2 separate regions of the Gossypium arboreum genome follow, and region 1 is linked to region 2. The links are chromatin contacts, called in public Hi-C maps. All regions are on one chromosome and are shown on one strand. Each heading gives the region's core, a stretch centred on a gene start, on an enhancer-like site or on the middle of the called end of the contact. The rest is flanking DNA. Distances are from core to core; before and after follow the strand shown. Region 1 holds the start of LOC128293838. Region 2 holds the start of LOC108489486 (protein S-acyltransferase 24-like).

Evidence for each region. A called contact is a pair of places that touch in the nucleus more often than the background predicts.
Region 1: a Hi-C map of leaf shows a contact between it and region 2, with 1.8 times the contacts expected there. The contact joins the promoter of LOC128293838 here to the promoter of LOC108489486 in region 2. A contact is called at or near these places in 3 of 5 Hi-C or Micro-C datasets (all in leaf).

The regions. Positions count from the first base shown.
Region 1 is chr6:134,634,519-134,640,615 of ASM2569848v2, forward strand. It overlaps LOC128293838, which reads left to right and starts at 4,379. Exons shown (of 4, transcript XM_053029389.1): 1 at 4,379-4,530; 2 at 4,617-4,739; 3 at 5,170-5,234; 4 at 5,324-5,533. The coding sequence starts at 4,464. The coding sequence ends at 5,533.
Region 2 is chr6:134,156,388-134,162,281 of ASM2569848v2, forward strand. It overlaps LOC108489486 (protein S-acyltransferase 24-like), which reads right to left and starts at 3,824. Exons shown (of 13, transcript XM_053029781.1): 1 at 2,936-3,824; 2 at 2,457-2,597; 3 at 1,660-1,772; 4 at 1,019-1,098; 5 at 755-918; 6 at 1-91. The coding sequence starts at 3,232.

The sequences.
Region 1 (6,097 bases), core at 3,129-5,628, 480 kb after region 2:
TTTTGAATGATAACGAGTTCCATACTTTAACGATGTGTGTTTATTTATGTTGAAATACAATAAAATGGCCCATTAAGAATAAAAATTTTAAACACGACTTTTGAAGTGATTTTAATGAAATATGATGGAATGACAATATAGAAAATGCAAGAATAATTTATGAATAAAATGTTACACAAATGAATGACAATAATATGAAAATACGAATAAATGAATGAGTACATATAATGGCAATAATCATACAATGTACATCATTTTAATACCAATTAATGATCAAAGTAAAATAATATACAAAAACAATTTAGAGTAAATAATATAAAAGGTTAAAATAGATAATAAATGAAATAATTAAAATTTTAAAATAAATAATACAAAAATGGTTCAAAATAAACAATATATAAAAATGATTTAACATAAATAAAGTATAAAACATATTGAAATAAATAATTTAAAGCAATTTAAAATAAACAATACATAAAACAATTTAAAGGAATAATATGTGGAAAAAATTTAAAATAAATAAAATATATAAAACAATTTAAAATAAAATAATATATAAAACAATTCAAAATAAATAATATATGAAACAATTTAAAATAAATAATAATCTAAAACGATTTAAAATAAATAATATACAACAATTTAATATAACTAATATATAAGAATTTTAAAATAAATAAAATATAAAACCGTTTAAAATAAATAATGTATATAAAAGATGAATAAATAAATAAAAAATTAAAAAAAAAGTTAAAATCAAACAGATGGGAGATTAAATCGAAATAAAAATGAAATTAAAAGTAGAAATTATAGCAAAATAAGAAAATAGGGACAAAAATCAAAACGCGCGAAAGGGTTGAGGACCAAATGGGTAAAAAATCCAATCCCTGGACACGTGTCCATTTTCTTGCGCGTCAATGGGTTAGGGACCCGATTGAAAACCAAGCAAAATTCTGTGGTCAAATTTAAAAAAATAAAAAATAATCAAAAGGACTAAATTAAAAGGAACAAAAATTCAGAAGGACCAGGGTTGTAAATAGCCCATTTAACGAAAACACGCGGATCCGCCTGAAGCAGGTTGGGTCGCGCGTAGGTCACCTTAAACAACGCCGTTTTGGCGCTGGTGACCTTGGTGCAAAACGGCATCATTTCGTGCCTCCATTTAAATCAAAAAAATTTCTTTCATTTTCTGCCATTTTGTTTTTTTTTTTTTAATTCAGAGAACCCCACCTTTTTCTTTTCTCTGCTAGGGTTTTAAACGCATCCTTGTGCTGCTGCTGGTCTGCCGCTCTTTCGCCGTGGACGGTGGTTGGAGCGGCGCAAAACGGGCTTTTCAGCCCCATTTAAAACACATTTGAAGGCTAAGCCTTCTCAGCCCAAAAGATCGAGAGAGGAAGGTCTCTCCCTTCCCTTTTTGGGTTCAATTTCGGCGACTGAAAGTGGAACTCCAACGACACGACCACGGGGCAATTCGGATAGGTTTTCATTTCTTCTTCTTTTTATTTTTCGTATATATAAAAATAAAAAAAAATTTAAAAAAAACTTAAAAGTAAAATAAAAAAAAATTACATTCTTTTCAACTTTTGAGTTCTTTTCAATTAATCGGTGTTCGTAAAGAAGTTACAAATAAAATGTTTAGGCTTTTATAGTCGGATTACACAACCTTTAGTCTCTATTTTTTTTGTCTGTTTCTATGTTGTATTGTCTTGCTTTTTTTTGCTGTTGTGTGTTGGTTTCTCTTTGCAGGTGGCCGAGAAGTCAGAGGCGTACGGCGGTGGTGGCGTGCGGCGGAGGGGGCGCCAACGTGGCATGCGGGTAAGGTTTTCTTAGAGCTGATCATGGGCTGGGCGGCCCAGTCTAGCCCGAAGGCCTCCCCTAAAAATGGGAGGGTTCGGGTAAAAATATAGGCCCGAAAAATGGGTTGAGGCAAAAAATGAGGCCCGTTTAAAAAACGGACCAGGCCTCGGGTAAGAGTTTTTTGGCCCGGGTTTGGCCCAGGCCCGGCCCGGCCCGAATTATATATTAGTATATTTTTTATTTTATTTTTAATCATTTTAAAATTTTAATATAACCATTTTTTTATTGTATTGTTTTAAGAATTGTTTTAGTATCATTTTTATTTGTTTTAATATTTGTTTTAATGTTTTTAAATATATTTGATTTATTATATTTTTAAAATTTTTATTTAATGAAATAAGCAAAAAAAAAAATAATATGGGTCGGGCCGGGCCAGGCTCGGGCTTAGCAATTTTATTTGGGGTCGGGCTTGGATAAATTTTTAGGCCCATATTTCGGGCCGGGCCTAGTAGATGGGCCTAAAATTTTGTCTGAGCCCGTCCCAGCTCGACCCATGATCACCTCTAGGTTTTCTGCCTTTTTTTTTGTCTCCTGAAAATAGTTAAGGTTGTGGGCTTGTTAGGTTGCTAGGGTTTTAATTTATCTTAGGCTTGTAATTTGGGTTTAGCTTTTGGTTTAAATTAGTTGTAAATGGACTGGGACTTTATTTGTTTGGTTTAAATTTGTTTTATTTTTATAGTTTGGGTCCGGGCCAAAATTGGCCTATTACAATAAATAAATAGAGTTTAACTGGAAAATTATTTCTTAAATTTAACTGAAATAGGAGTAATTACTTTTGGTGTTTTATGTAACATTTATATGAAAGAAAATGCAAAATTTTTAACACTTATTGCAAAATGTTATAAGATCGTTACCTAAACTGAAAGGCAAATTTTTTCTTTTAAATAATGATTTATTTTAATGTTTACATTGATAATTTAAGTAAATCATTTATAAATTAAATGAAACATTTATTTAAAAATCAAGGCTTTCTGCAACACTTATGTATCATTTTGCAGCATAACTACAAGTAAACATTAATAACTCAAATATGTCCAAACATTGAACAAGACATACTAATATTTACAAACATTATTTTAAATTCTAAACCCACAGAAAAGAAACAAAAGAAAAAAGAAGTCCGAAACATTTTATGTTTTTCCAAAATAATTAAAGAAGATAAGCAACATTGTAGTAAGTTCTAAGTATCGAAATTCTACTCATTTCCCATGTTTAGAAAATTTTAATTAAGTGCCAATGTTATCATTTCCTTCATTCCAATCATCCTATAAGTACATTTAAACAAGTAATTTCAATAATATATTTAATAAAATGTTACCAATAACAAAAAAATAATAATCCTTATGGCTATTTACCTCCACAAAATCAAATATTATCCCTTTTGAAAATAATTAAAATCATTATACAAGTCAAAATGAAAAGAAATGAAACAATACAATCATAATTCATTTTTCAAGTTCTAAACTAAATAAAATAATACTTGAAAAAAGTTATGCATAACTGAAAATGACGAAGCATGTCCATCTGATATTCCATCTGGGACAATACCAGTACCACCCGATATTCCATTTAGGTAAAACAATATTTGAAGAAAATTCAAATCAAAATACACCTCAACACATAATAGACACCACTAATACAAATTACACTTGGCATCTTAATAATTAATACATGTATCAATATATAGTTGAACTTTTGTGTCCATATTAATTAATAAATAATTAGGTCTATCAATTCTTATATAAAAACATTATATATGTTGTAAATGATGATATTAAAGGCAACGATTATGAGATATTAGACAACACAAAAAGTGAACGATTTTCTATATATTGGTTTTCAATATAGTTTTAAGCAATAATATAAATACAATATTGCTAGTCTGTTGCTTAATACAATAAAATGCAACATTTATAAATGGTTGCATAATATTTAATATAATGCAACACTTTTTATATCCGCGACCTATTAATACTTTAGCTGACAATATTTTTAAACATTATAAATTTAACTGTTACATAAAATTATTTTTATTATACTGTGAGCAACTAATATACCACATGGTCTATTATTATTATTATTATTTTAATATTTAATTTCTAGTATGGATTGTACCATGTGTATATATGAATAAGATTTATTTATTTATTTTGTTATTAATGCATGGTTTTAAAATAATAGTCTAAAACATGATTTCACAAAACCCTCAAGCTATCTCCCAAAAGTCTTGTTGTTTTTCATTCTTTAAGGCAATTTTCACAAATATGTTGGGTTTCATTTTGACATTTAAAAGTTCACCATAGTGGAGAGTATCCCATTATGTCCCCTATAGCAAAGGGTCTTAAAACAAGTCCAACTCATGGTCCATTATTGAATAATGGGGGTATATTGGGTGCCCTAATGATTGGTCTCTTTTTTTTTTTCTTTTTCCAATTTAAATTGCGAAAACTTCCATGTGGGTCCTAAAAGCCAAATAGCATATATTAAAGGGGGGTAACTTCCCATAGTAATCGATAATTCAAAAGGACTAACATCCAAGTTCTTGTACCGACAGTGAAAGAGAAACCAAATTCTGAAACACATAAATCCCATATATCTCTTCACAAATGAGGCCTTCCCACTTAGCAGTCTCCCTTATGGTCTTGTTCATCATTTACCTTTCTAGCGTTCAAGGTATGCCAAGAATTCCTCTTTACTGCATTGCCATTACATATTTATATATCATTAAATTCTGACATCTAATCTTGTTTCTTTTGTAGGGATTCGCTTGGAGAAAAGTTTCAAACCGGCCGGACATGATCCTATACAGGAAGGTGCTTTGATGAAAAGCAGTAATGGAGTTATGGGAGATATCCTTCTCTGCAAACAAGGGCATTGTACAGGTACCAAGAAGAGAAAATCACACCACTGGGTACCAAGCATTCATGAAGACTACTGTGGACCTAGGAAGCACAGGCCAAGGCACCATTAAAATTTCCTCCCTAGGATTAGTTTTTTACCATATTTTAACTACCAGGCTTACTAGTTGTTTCATTATTCTTTAAAGCCCTCATAAGAACCGTTACCAAGGCCATGTAAGCTGACAAATTCCTTTTGTCCACCAAGAAGCTCGTCTAACCATATATGAATAATAACTTCCCTTTCACTGGACCATATTATAGCATTATGGGGGCATTTAATTTGTGTAAGAATTCAAAGTTTTATGAATCAAAAACCAATGACAAAGTCCATGTTGTCTTGTAGTGCAACAAATCCAACACATATACATCTCAATCTAAAGCAGATTCATTTTTTTAACATTCTTTTTTGCAGGAAAGGGTAGGAAACTTTTTACTGCAACTACTGCTATAACTCCTACATCTTCCACCATTTCAAAGGTTGGTTTTGAGTTAATAGTTTAACATGTACATTCCCATAGCTACGGTTTAGATCTTCCCTTCCCTTTACATGTGACTTATGTAAACAGAAAGAAGAGAAGGGAGAAAACGAAGTTATACCAATTTCAACACTCAAACCAGCCGTCGAGGAAGAAAATGGTGGGAAGCAAGAGAAATTCCTTCTTGGTTCACCGACAACTTCCCAACACCCGGACGTCTATCACCACTATGTCAACATTATGGACATTGTTGAAATGGACTATTCTCCAGCTAGGAGAAAACCTCCAATTCACAACTAAGAGTGGGGGGATTAAAAAAGAAATCCAACATAAAAAGAAGCAAAAGTTTTTCAGGAGAAGGAAATTTAGGGACAGTCTTACAGGAATGCTGCAGGTTTTTTGGGGTTATGAATGAACTTAAATTTTCACATAATAGTGTTATTAGTTTTATTTTTTCTTATATACTTGTTAGACCATCAGTTTTTTTTTGGAAGCTACAATATAGGGAAAAGGAAGAGAGATGAGTATTATACGGGACCAAGTGTTAGATTAAACCATCACTTTGGATGATGGAGCAATGATGCATTACATTTTGAGGCCCTTTAGTTTTTAAAAAAAAAAAATTATAATAGGAGACTCAAATTCAAATTACACTTGTGATGTTTATCACCTTAACTATTATGTTAATATACGAGATTCTGATTCTTTAAATTTTGTAACTTAGAATCAATTTTTTTAATAAATTTAATTGTTAGTATAAAATATATAACCCGAATTGATAGATGAAAAAATGTAATTTATTTGAAAATACAACTATTTTTTATAGAAATTAATTAATCAACCGTCGTATGCTTAGTGGATATG
Region 2 (5,894 bases), core at 2,574-5,073:
ACCAAAGAAGTGGCGCAAGTCTTAATCTTGTAAATCGTCCAAGACGGCTGTTCCCATCACATCGTTTTTCAAGCAGCCTTCTAGCATTTCCCTGCAGAATCAGATGTAAGAAACATAAATAGGTGGGTATAATTCATCTGATTTCATAAGCACGTCATCTTAACAATCAAACAGACCAATAGCCAGGAGACAAATTAAGCACTTACAAAGTAATTCTACAGTCTTTACTGAAACAAATAAAAACACCAATCAAAAGCAATAACAATTGCATCCTAATATTTCCATGGTGAAGTCACAAAATTTTCAAATGCTACACCCATTTTGCACCTATACAAAGAAAGGTAAAAGGTTTGACTATCCAAGAACAAAAATATTAGTTACTAGAGAACTCCCAGCTTCATAAACCTTAAACGCAGCATAAAGGTAGTGAAAATGCTTTGAGTTTGCAACTGCATAAAGCATCAACCATTTCAAATTGTCCCCAGAAATATAAAGAATAAATAACACATTTTGGACATTTATCTAATGCTTATAAAGCATCTATTATTTGAATTTTTATCAAGAGTTCACAAGAAATATTTGTGGGGTAGAAGAAGCCAGAAATGTCATTCATTCAGCCAAGGCATTAATGAGTCATTGCTAACAAGAAAGAGCTTGAACAGTACAAGACTGAAAAACAAACATATAAATATCCAAACAATTCATGAAAGACTAATCATATTTCTTAACCAAGTTAAAATGTCATGGAACCTACAAGGAAAAAAGCAACTTGTCTGTTATTTTTTTCAGAAGCGAGCTGTTCAGGTGTAAGGCCACTATTATCAGTGACCGTCAAGTCCTCCATCTTGCCAGCCTGTACTAAGACTGTGCAAGCCTCAAGATTACCCCTGATAGCTGCCCAATGGAGAGGAGTGCAACCTGATGTAAAGATGAAACATAGTTAACAGAGCATCACACTACATTAACTGGATGAAATTCATTAGAAATGACATTTTAAAACCAAGAATCAGAAAATTACCCTCCTTGTCCTGACGCCCTCTATGTGCATCAAGAAATAAAAGAAGACGAATGCAATCGGCAAAACCTTTATAGGCAGCCCTAGAGTTGTCCATATTGAAAGGAAATTGGAATTAAAAATAACAGGCCTCAATTGTAAACTTCATCACACAATCAAGCAATTTGCAGGGAAAATCAAATAGAATAATCAGAATATGTAAGCAAACTTGTTAAATTAAAAAAAAAAAAAAAGATTAACTCAAAGAGAGATTTAACAGAAGGAATGGTGAACAAAAATCTAAACACTCTTTAAAATTTCCAGAATGAAAACAACTACTGTAAACATCATACTAGCAAGTTAAACTCTTTTATAATTAAACTAATACTAGGTATTCCAAAAATAAACTTACCAGCAAATGTTTCAAACAATAAATCATTAACATTAAGTACCAAAAAAAAGGTTCATCATTGATTACAAGGAAATTTGAAGTACCTAAGTAATCGAACATAGAAAACAATGTGATGCTAATGCTAGATAAGGGAAAAAAATCAACCCCCAATAAAATGCTGATATTTAGATAGCGAAATAAAGAGCAGCACCGTAGTGCCTTATCCTAGACCATCAAATGAATAAGAGAGATGTAAGAAGAACTCCTCATGTACCAGTGTAAAGGGCTTCGCCCATCGTTATCAGGAAGGTCAGGGTCAGCATTCCATTTCGAAACAACATGATAGAGAAAAGAAGTCTGACCATATTGGGCAGCAACATGTGTTATCTGCATCAAATTACAAAACTAAGCATGCATTCATTTGGAAGTACAATTAAAAGCAAGAAATATATCAATTTGGCTATTGTCATACAATTAAATTGTAAACCACGAATAGCATAAAGTTTTCAGTGTTAAATTAAGAAATAGAAACCAGCCTCATGTTCTAGACTTCTAGCAAATTTCTTTTTTAAAAAAGTGAAAAAAAAAAAAGTAACAACTGTACAAAATTGCACATAATGTTAGATGATACCTAAAGGATAAAATTACAGGGACAAGGACTAGGGAAAATTTAAGGGGACCTAGCATGTTAGCAACCCAGAGCAAACAAGAAAGCATGAAATGCTATGCTTATAGGCGTCCTTGACGTCCAAGACAAATCAGAATATAAGTGAGGGAATATTGATTCCAGCAAGTATATAAGGTTTAACTAAAATGCATAGCAAAAACATATCTTCTTTAAATTAAGCCTCAAAATATCAATATGATGTACTCGTTTTATTGAAACCACATAATGCTGAGTTCCCATGCAGATACAAACCAACTTCAGCAGAGAAGAATGTCTAAAACAGCTAGCTTTGTTTTAACAATAATTTACATTGCTTTCATTGTCCCAAATCCATGGGGAGCCATGCCAATTTCTTGAATGAGAAAGAATATAATACTGGGCACCGCATTGAAGAAAATGCTAACCTGGTAACCATAGATGTCAGCAGCATCAACACGAGCACCCTCTTGGAGTAAAACCTCAGCAACTTGTACTGCACCACGGACCGCACTCCAGTGCAAGGCTGTCTGTCCATTATGATCCACCGCATGCACATCTCCACCATGCTAGCATATCAAGACAACCCAAAATCTGCTCAATTAAACTGAATTTATCCAATGAAAACTTAAAGAGTGACATGACATAACTAAACATTAAAATTCAAACAACTTCAAAAGTCATTTCCATGACTCAAAAGCATGCATTCCCAAAAATGGAGTTCACTAAGCCCATTAAACCCCAATTCAATAAATGTTTAGAAAAAAAAAAACTCCATGAATTGGATACCAAATAAAAACAGCTCAATAAATCCCAAACTCAAAACATCAGAAACAAAACTCCCAACTCTGACAGGAAAGGCAATTCATTAAATCCATAAAAATAACCAAACAAAAATAAATAAAACCTCGATGATGTACTGAGCAGCTGCGGTTCTATTATTCAAAGCAGCCCACTGAAGGGCATAGTAACCAAGGCCATCAGGCTCGGAAAGAGAGCAACCCTCGGACTCAACCAACCTCTGAAGTTTCTCCAAATCCCCATAAGCAGCAGCGGTATAGACATCGTTCTTCAAGCTCTCATCATCGGCAACATCACCAACAACCCCATGATGCCCTCCCCCATATTCATTTCCATTCGCTACAACGCCACTCAATTGCTTCAAAGGTACAGCCTCCTCCACCACCTCGATCTCCGACGACATATCTCAAAGACCCAACAATCGAGAAAGACCAATGATTTTTTTTTTCCTTTTTAATGTTCTGGGGTTGACTTTGTTTTTCAATAATTCGGTTTCAAATAAAAATGTGGGGGGGGCAGCATTTAGGGTTTTTGGAGGGAAGAAGGAAGAGAGGAGCTGGGATTGGAGGGTGTTCCGCTTTGGCGTCCGTGCCGGGTTGACTGATGATGCCGAAGCCAAGGCACAGGACGAAGCCAAGGCCAATTTGCCTAAGCAATAACTCGTAGGAATTTTGAGAAGGTGTGTTGTCTTCCGGTTTCACAAAGAGAAATAAATCTAATTTGAAATATTTGCACAAAACCGACCAAATTATAAAATCAACAAATCACTTAAATAGATGTCACGAAATCATGTTTTAAACGATTAGAAGATTTACCAATTTAACAATAAGATGTGTGAGTTTCTCAACGATTCGCCTGACATATTTCGTAAGTTGATAAATTACAGAGAAAAGAGAAATAAGGGTGTAAGCATTTCATATGCTTAATAAGTTTACAATTATTAAAGCAACTTACCTCATTTTATGAATTTATACAATAAATTATTCAATTTGATGATCTTGTCTAAATTCAACATCCCTATACCAACAAGGTGAGTTTAACTTAACTAATTCATATAATAATTTAAAATTTTAGCATTTCAAATAATTTTAATACCAATCGCATGAAAATCAACAACTCAATATCATTCACAACATTCTAATCAACATTTCAATTCACAAATACAACTAAAAGTCTCAATGGTACTACATGTATCAATGTATTCAAGCTTCAATTAATCAATATAAAGGTTATATCATATCATTTCATTTTGTTGTCAACAGTACATCCAATTTCAATATAATGGCAGTTATTATTCCATTTTATTGTTCGAATTCTACATCAAATTCCTAGATTTATCACATTTCTATATTGGCCCTCCAGCTCGTATAGCTGATATTTATGAGCATTCAATATTATCGATATTCATATATACATCATTAATCAACTTTGTATTTGTAACACCCCAAATTTGATAAATTTGTTTCTGTGGGTTTTTAACATAATTGTGTATTTGATTCAATGGTTATGTGTTTTGGGTGTGTGTGTGAGGTCTCAAGTTTAAGCTATGTATCCGACAAATTTTGGGTTTTTCTTGAATTAAGCCTTAACCTCTAGTTAAAAGGCTTATATTAAATTATTTGTAATTTTATATTAGAATGGGTTTGTTGGTTTGGTGGCTAAGTGGAGTGTCTAGTGTGCTAGAGATCCTGAGTTCGATTCCCTACTTTGGCTTTATTTTTGAGTGGTTGTGGAGAGGAGTTTAAGTGGAGTTAGAATTGTGGGTAGTAGGGAGTTCATTAAGATATTCTTTTTGGCAAAAATTCGACACATTCTCTCATTTCTATAATTCTGACTTTTGATTCTTCTTTCTCCCTATCGAATTTCCATCTTGCCCACATCTATTCTCTTCAATTTCTTTCCTATTTTGGTTTTGTTCTGCTTCTATCTGGGTCAACGACCATTTTGCGTATTCGGTAAGTCTTGGTATTCAATTGATTTAGACTATTCTTTTGTATTTCGTTTAAAGAGGTTTCGGCTGGTTTGTAAGATCAACCGAGGGGAAAGAGGGTAAGTGATTGTTGATCAATTGATAAGTATCTCGATTGGGGGTCCTTTAGGCTATTAAATCGTGCTTCTTGGTCAATCCTAAGTTTCAGAGTGCTTGGGGACTGTATTCGCATCAAATGAAACCAGGTGTGTACCCGAAAACACAGAAAACGAGAATCAGTAAAAGTTAAAAAATGATTCTGTCGAAGCCACACGAGCATGTGGTAGCTCGTGCGGTAGGCCATATGGCAGTACACGGGCGTGTGATTGACGAACCAGGCCATGCGCATAAGACACGGCCATGTGATGGCCGGTGAGGCCATGTACAAGACACGGGCTCTACTAATTGGGCCGTATGGGCCTACACGGGTGAACTACACTGGCATGTAAAAATTTTGGGCCAGGCAGTGTGATCCACACGGCTAAGGCCAATTTAGGCCATGTGGGCCACACGAGTAGGCTACATGGGCGTGCGAGCCTATTTTTCTAGAAAACTCTGTAAGGTTGCACAGGTCGCCCAAATCGACTGTGAAATTTTGAAGGGTCGGTAAGCATTTCTTAGACCCCTAATTTTGTGATCTGATTATGTGATGTATAATTTAAGCATGTGATACTTAGCATGTAAATCTGAACTATTTGAGTAATCTGATAGATTGCATTTTAGCATGCCATTAATGCATGTTGCATTGCATCGGGGTTGAGTTGATGTTATATTGGAGAAAGTATTCTGAAAGGCTCTTAAGCCTGATATCTAGCAGCTTAGCTGTAATTATCTGATTATTTGTCGCATTTTGGTACAGCCTAGTGTGTAGAGATGGGTGGGTTGATTTTATCACCACATGGTGTGTAGGGTTGGACAGAGATAGTGTGTAGAGACTGGTGGGTAGGACTTTGATGATCCGTTTTGCATATGTATCTGAGTGGGCTAAGGCCCCGACTGGTTCTGTAATGGGCTCCAGTCCCAGACTATATTCTGATGTATATTGTATGCATGCTTTATCTGTGGGGATCATACACTGAGTTTGCGAAAACTCGCC